Linked DNA regions of Mus musculus: region 1 is linked to region 2. A link is a contact called in public Hi-C data. All regions are on one chromosome and are shown on one strand. The core of a region is the stretch at or near the end of the contact, and the rest is flanking DNA. Distances in the headings are between cores, read along the strand shown. Region 1 holds the start of Get1 (guided entry of tail-anchored proteins factor 1). Region 2 has its middle 18 kb from the start of Hmgn1.

What was found. Hi-C and Micro-C count contacts between places; a contact is called where the count stands out from the background.
Region 1: a contact with region 2 is called in a Hi-C map of morula, with 1.8 times the contacts expected there. The contact joins the promoter of Get1 here to the enhancer-like site in region 2. A contact is called at or near these places in 8 of 39 promoter capture datasets (the 3T3-L1 cell line, the C10 cell line, cranial neural crest and 4 more), 3 of 15 datasets of contacts at CTCF or cohesin (embryonic stem cells, large pre-B cells and pro-B cells), 64 of 484 Hi-C or Micro-C datasets (the 4T1 cell line, the AML12 cell line, B cells and 23 more), 19 of 115 datasets of contacts at active chromatin or transcription factors (the HPC-7 cell line, bone marrow-derived macrophages, embryonic fibroblasts and 7 more) and 3 of 9 other capture datasets (adipose tissue, liver and pancreatic islet).

What each region holds. Positions count from the first base shown.
Region 1 is chr16:96,143,710-96,147,202 of GRCm38.p6, forward strand. It overlaps Get1 (guided entry of tail-anchored proteins factor 1), which reads left to right and starts at 1,691. Exons shown (of 5, transcript NM_207301.3): 1 at 1,691-1,869. The coding sequence starts at 1,768.
Region 2 is chr16:96,108,309-96,111,640 of GRCm38.p6, forward strand. No RefSeq gene overlaps it. Among named protein-coding and RNA genes, the nearest start is that of Hmgn1, 18 kb to the right of the region's middle. Within about 2 kb of position 1,568, at least 23 of the 459 cell types and tissues checked have an H3K27ac peak or open chromatin away from gene starts, as enhancers often do. A contact at or near this core is called in B cells, germinal center B cells and morula, where this site is marked.

The sequences.
Region 1 (3,493 bases), core at 441-2,940, 36 kb after region 2:
GACAACATTTAACTGGGGCTGGTTTACAGGTCCAGAGTTTCAGGACACTATCATCAAGGAGGGAGTATGGAAGCCTCCAGGCAGGCATAATGCAGATGGAGCTGAGAGTTCTACATCTTCATCTGAAGACTGCTAGCAGAATACTGGCTTCCAGGCAGCTAGGATGAGGGTCTTAAAGCCCACACCCACAGTGACACACTTACTCCAACAGGGGCCCATCTTCTAATAGTGGCACTCTCTGGGCTGAGCACATACAAACCATCACACCACCCCAGCTGCATGTATGTTATAGGCTATTCACCAGAAATTTTTTTAGTATCTCGCCTCACCAAGAACAGAGTGGTCCTCCTGTACAGTGGGGACCTTGGTTGATAATTTCCTTTTCATTCTAAAAAGCAGAGATTTGGGATTGAAGAGCAAGCAGGTGTGTGTGTGTGTGTGTGTGTGTGTGTGTGTGTGTGTGTGTGTATGTGTCAAGGTGGGTTTGTGGGGAGGGAGACTTAGACACACTGCCATAATTTCTCACGAGGCTGCTCTTCCTTAATCTATCTAAAACCTCAGCGTGGAGAGAGAGCACCTGGCAGTCTGTCTACAGTCCAGTTGGAAGGGAAGGTTATGGAGTGGCAGTCTCCTAGTCAGCGTGCCCTTTCGTTGAGATAATTCATCCCACCGCTGCTGGTAGAAACACAGGCAGTGTTTCTAGAAGTAACCCGTTCTCTGACTAACGTGGCAGAAAAGACAGCCAACTATCTTCCACTTTATTCCCCATATACAAGTGAGCCGCGGTTCTTTTGTTATGAATACTCATCATTGCCTAAATTTAGATAATTTTATTAAAAGCTCACTGTAAACTTTTTCTTTGTGCGTGCTGAGCATGGCTGGTACCTAAGACTTCCCACATGCTTGGCAAGTCTCTACCAGTCACTATGTGATGTCTTTTGATGAATAAACTTATCTTTTAGGGTGACGATTTTCTACATTGTTCGTGTTTATTAGTGCTTAGTTTTAAAATGTAGTCGAACCATTTTACATGCGACAACGGTTTAGGAAACAGTTTCAGTTACCATCTATGATAAAGTAACTTTCTATTCATGCAGAGGCTTATCCTAAAATAAATTTATTTAAGAATAAAAGTGAGAGGGCTGGTGAGATGGCTCAGTGGGTAAGAGCACCCGACTGCTCTTCCGAAGGTCAGGAGTTCAAATCCCAGCAACCACATGGTGGCTCACAACCATCAGTAATGAGATCTGACTCCCTCTTCTGGAGTGTCTGAGGACAGCTACAGTGTACTTACAATAAATAAATAAATCTTTAAAAAAAATTCATATACATAAAAAAGAATAAAAGTGCGTTAGTTAACTCAGTAAGAACGTAAATAGTTTTCGGTTACTACAAGCAATCACAGTTTGCCAAAACCTGTTTAGCCTCCCGAAGTGGGCTATCACCCGGCTACGGAAGCCGGGAAGGCGAAAGGCGAAAATGGCTGCTAAGTAACATCCCATGCTGCCCCCTAGAGGAGGTGTAGCGTGCGTGCACCGCGGCCCGACGTGTAGCCCTAGCCGTGGCGCGCCGGCGCAGGCGCAGTTGACGACGCCGTCTCCCTGGTGCTGCCATAGCGGAACAGGACTGCAGTGCGCAGGCGCAGTTGACGACGCTGCTCCCAGGCGCTGCCGTAGCGGAGCAGGGCTGCAGTGCGCAGGCGTAGGCGAGCGCGGAGGCGCGGTCACCATGGCGCTGTCGTAGCGGTGCAGGTGCCTGGGATCCAGCATGAGCGCGTCCGAGACGGACCGCTGGGCGTGGCTGCTGGTGTTGAGCTTCGTGTTCGGGTGTAACTTGCTGCGCATCCTCCTGCCGTCCCTGTCCTCGTTTGTAAGTAGCTGCCGGGGGCGGGGAGCGGCCGAGCGCGGGGCCTTGCGCGGTCCATGCTGCAAGCTCTCTTCCTCCAGGTGCCTCCGAGCTTCTCACAGATCGCGAGGTTGCAACCAGCTCTGGAGGGTGGGAGGTCCCAAGCCACGCTTCGCGACAGAGGAGCAGCCCCGGCCCAGCATCCTCACAGGTGCCTGGCTCCGGAGCGGCTGATCCCCGGCTACAGGGAGCCCCCTTCTGTTCTGTCCGTGGGAACAAGGAACACTACAGAGCAATCTAAACAGGCCATACCGTTCTTGCACATTCAGGTTTCTGTTTATGTATGGGGGGTGTTTTTCCTGCGTGTGTATCTGTGCACTGTGTGCTTTCATTGCCAGCAGAGTCCAGAAGAGAGCGCTGGATGCTCTGGAATTGGAGTTACAGACATTAGTTATCTGCCACGTGGGTCCTGGGAACAGAACCCAGGCCCTCTATAGTAGTATCCAGTGCTCTTATCCACTGAGCCATCTCCAGCCCCAACATACTTTCCATATTTTACTCATGCCTGTATAATGAAGTCTGCACACAGTTCTCCAAAGGACTGGATGCAGAAAGGTTTAGAAGGACTTTTCTGTGTACTGGAAGAGGGATTGGGGACTACTAACTGGGGATGGATGTCCCCACACTCAATGACCTGTCTGCAAAGTTCTCTTCATCTGTCCTGCTATCTGTAGCCTTTAAACCATTTAAAAAAAACTATTTGTTATGTGAGAGTTTCGCTTGCATGTATGTAAGTGCATCACACGTATGCAGTGCTTTTGAGTCCAGAAGGGGCATTGATTCCCTGACACTGGAGTCAAGGACTCCATGTGAGCCACTATGTGAGTGTGCTCTTGACCACTGAGCTATCTCTCCACCCTCTTAATCTGTAGCCATTAAAGATTTTATGTGTGTGTGTGTGTGTGTGTGTTCTGAGTGTATGTATATGCACCATGTGAACGAGGTTGCCTGAGGAGGCCAGAAGAGGCAGTCACATTCTCTGGAACTGACTTATAGATGGTGTGAGCAGCCACATGCATGCTGGGAACTGAACCTGGATCCTCTGAAAGAGCCACAAGTGTGCTTAACCCCCAACACATCTCTCTAACCTGTATCTATAGCCTTGGAAAACATGTTCTGTAATAAACCAGTGGGCAAGATTTTTGCTCTGAGTTTCGTGAGCTGGTCTAGCAAATTGGTGAAGCCTGAAGAGGGGTCAAGGGAACTCTGACTTGTAGCTGGGCTGTGTGATTTGTGAGTGAGACCCCCCCTCCCCATCTGTGGGATTTGACACTCTCTGCAGAATGGGGAATACCTAGCATGTGAACCCACACATTTGGGATCACTGCAGTCATCTGTGTTGTGGACGGTTGGTAGGAGAGACTGAACATGATACCTTCATCATCTGTCTTTCTGGAGAGGCATCTAGTCCTTCACCCCTGTAATCTTTTTGTTAGTTTCAGTGGTTAAAGTTGCTTGTGTGTTTGGCTAGCAATCCCTTGTGGTTATGTGTGTTCTCATTCTGCTTTCTTGTGTGTTTTATTTTTCCACCGTGTGTGTGTGTGTGTGTGTGTGTGTGTGTATGTGTGTAAGGCTGAGGTCAGTTGGT
Region 2 (3,332 bases), core at 318-2,817:
ACATTAATACTTGTCCTGAATCCGATGAGTCTTTCTGCTGAATTGTCAAGCCTAGATGTTGCCTTGGAACATACCCAAAACCAATGGCACTTATTATTGTTGTTGTTATTGTTATTATTAGTTAAGTTTTTGAGGCAGGGCTTCTCTGTGTAACAGCCTTGGCTGTCCTGGAACTCACTGTAGAGCAGGCTGGCCTCGAAGTCACAGAGAGCCACCTGCCTCTGCCTCCCAAGAGTTGGGATTAAAGGTGTGTTCCACCGCTGCCCAGCAAGTCAGTGGATTTTTATCTCTTTTGTTATCAGTGGGATCTGGGGATCAAACCCAGGGCCTCACTCCTGTAGGCAGACTGGTATTTTCTCTATATTTGACTCCCATGTGAGAAAATATGGAAAGGTATCTTGTAGCAAACACATGTATATCTAAGGATCTTGGTCATAAAGTCATAAGCAAATGGAAAGAACAAAATGGTCTCTGTGGTGGTTTGAATATGCTTGGCCCAGAGAGTAGCACTAATAGGAGGTGTGGCCTTGTTGGAGTGGGTGTGTCACTGCTGGCATGAACTATGAGACCCTCCTCCTAGGTGCCTGGAAGTCAGTCTTCTCCTATTTGTCTTCGGAACAAGATGTAGAGCTCCCAGCTCCTCCTGTGCCATACCTGCCTGGATGCTGCCATGCTCCCCCCTCGATGATAATGAACTGAACCTCTGAACCTGTAAGCTAATCCCAATAAAAAGTTGTCCTTATAAGAGTTGCCTTGGGCTCTCTCCGCCTTAGCACCATCTTCCTTGAAACTCCTGTGCCATGAGAGCGAAGAGGCGGGAGAAGATAAAGCGTAGACTGAAGCGCAAGAGAAGAAAGATGAGGCAGAGATCCAAGTAAATCAGCCTGTGCACCCACGACGCCTACAGGAGCAGAAGTGAGGGATGCTGAAGGCCAGGACACCGAAACAAGCTGTTGGACTGTATGCTGATGTGGATAATAAGTCTCAGTGGACCTGGAATGTCATCTCGCCAACATCACCTGGGGGAATGACTGCCTTTCTTACAACCAAAACAGTCCCGCTGGCCCTCTGCCCCGGACCTTTGGCACTCTGGACGAGTTCTGTTCTCTCTTGTGGCCAAGTGTAACTCGTGTATGATAAATCCTCTTGCTGTCAGCTGAAGAATCAAAAACAAACAAACAAACAAACAAACAAACAAAAAGAGTTGCTTTGATCATGGTTTCTGTTCACAACAGTAAACCCTAACTAAGACAGTCTTCAAGTTATGAAAAGGCAAGATCAATCACTGGGGTGAGGGGATGACTCAGAGGTACAGTCCCTGGCTTATCATGGAAGGCAGAGGCAGGTGGATCTCTGTGACTTCAAGGCCAGCCTGGTCTATAGACTGAGCTCCAGGATGGGCAGGGTTGTTACACAGAGAAACTCCACCTCAAAACAACAACAACAACAAGAAGCTACTGATTATGGTGGCTAAATGAAACCTTAGAGAAGGGATGGGCAAGGTGTGTGCATTGTGACCCAAGGGAGGCAGCAAGTGAGCAGGTGCAATGGCAAACAGGAAGTCTAGGATTAGAACGTTTCACTAGATGCAAATTTTACCCCCCAGGAGAGAGAACATAAATATTGAACTTTCAGTTAGTAATATGTGAGCCAAAGTTGTAGGGGAAGTAAGTGTACTGATGCTTTGAAATACGAGAGCAAGGCAAGGCTGGCGATGGAGGAGATGTAAAAACAGCTGGACAAGCAAGAACCGTCAAAAGCACACATCATAGTGCCAGCTCTTGTGGCAACCTTTAATCCCTGAACTGGAGAGGCAGGCAGGGAGGCAGGCAGATCTCCATGAGTTCAAGGCCAGCCTGGTCTACCTAGTGAGTTGTATGTCAGCCAGGGCAGTATAGTGAGAGGCTCTCTCAAAATAATAAAACACAAATTGTAGACTCTAGCTGGTGGGTTCATGGGTATTCTACAGGTTCAGAGGTTCAGTCCATTATCATTGAGGTGGGAACATGATGGCATCCAGGCAGGCATGGTGCAGGAGAAGCTGAGAGTTCTACATCTTCATCTGAAGTCTGCTAGCAAAATACTGGCTCCAAGGCAGCTAGAATGAGGGTCTTTTTTGTTTTGTTTTGGTTTTTTTTTTTTTGTTGTTGTTGTTGTTGTTTTTCGAGACAGGGTTTCTCTGTAGCCCTGGCTGTCCTGGAACTCAGGCTGTCTTTGAACTCAGAAATCCGCCTGCCTCTGCCTCCCAAGTGCTGGGATTAAAGGAGTGCGCCACCATGCCTGGCTAGAATGAGGGTCTTAAAGCCCACACTCACAGTGATACAACTACTCCAACAGGGCCACACCTCCAAATAGTGCCATTCCCTAGGCCAAGCATACACAAACCATCACAAAGGCCATACTGCTTTGTGAGTCTGTCTGTTTTTCTGAATTATTCGGAAAGGCATACTTCCCTTCTAACATGTTTTCATTAATGAAATTGGCTTCACTATTTCTCTAAACTTCCCCCACCTCTGCTCCACCCTGCCATGTGGCTGTCCTCCATGGTATGCCTGCCTTACCACCACCCCACCCCAGTCTTGTTCCTCTTGTGAGCAGCTGCCAGAATTTACAACCACTTGCCCTGGGTTTTTTCTTTTAAACGCCAGTAAAATTGTTCTTGAGCTCCGAGGAGAAGAATGAAACTTTAAAAATATACGCAGATTAAACCCAGTTCACAGTCTAGGTGTGTAGCTTTGTAGTTGGTCACTAATCTGTGCCAGGAGCAGCTTCTTATGTAAGATGTGACCATGCTACTACTACTCTTGCTCAAGAGGCAGATTAAGGAACACACTGAAGGACCCTGCATCATACAGGAGCACCATCCGTAGCCCAGACTGGCCTCAAACTCATGGTAGTCCTCCTTCCTGACCCCCCTAAATGGTAGGTGTTATGGTTTGTATATGCTTGACCCAGGGAGTGGCACTATTACCAGGTGTGGCCCTATTGGAGTAGGTGTGTCATTGTGGGTGTGGGCTTTAAGACTCTCATCCTAGCTGCCTGGAAGCCAGCATTCTGCTAGCAGCCTTCAGATGAAGATGTAGAACTCTCTGCTCTCCCTGCACCATGCCTACCTAGATGCTGTCATGTTCCTGCCTTGATGATGATGGACTGAACCTCTGAACCTATAAGCCAGCCCCAATTAAATGTTGTCCTTAGGGGCTGGTGAGATGGCTCAGTGGGTAAGAGCACCCGACTGCTCTTCCGAAGGTCCGAAGTTCAAATCCCAGCAACCACATGGTGGCTCACAACCACCCGTAATGAGATCTGACTCCCTCTTCTGGTGTATCTGA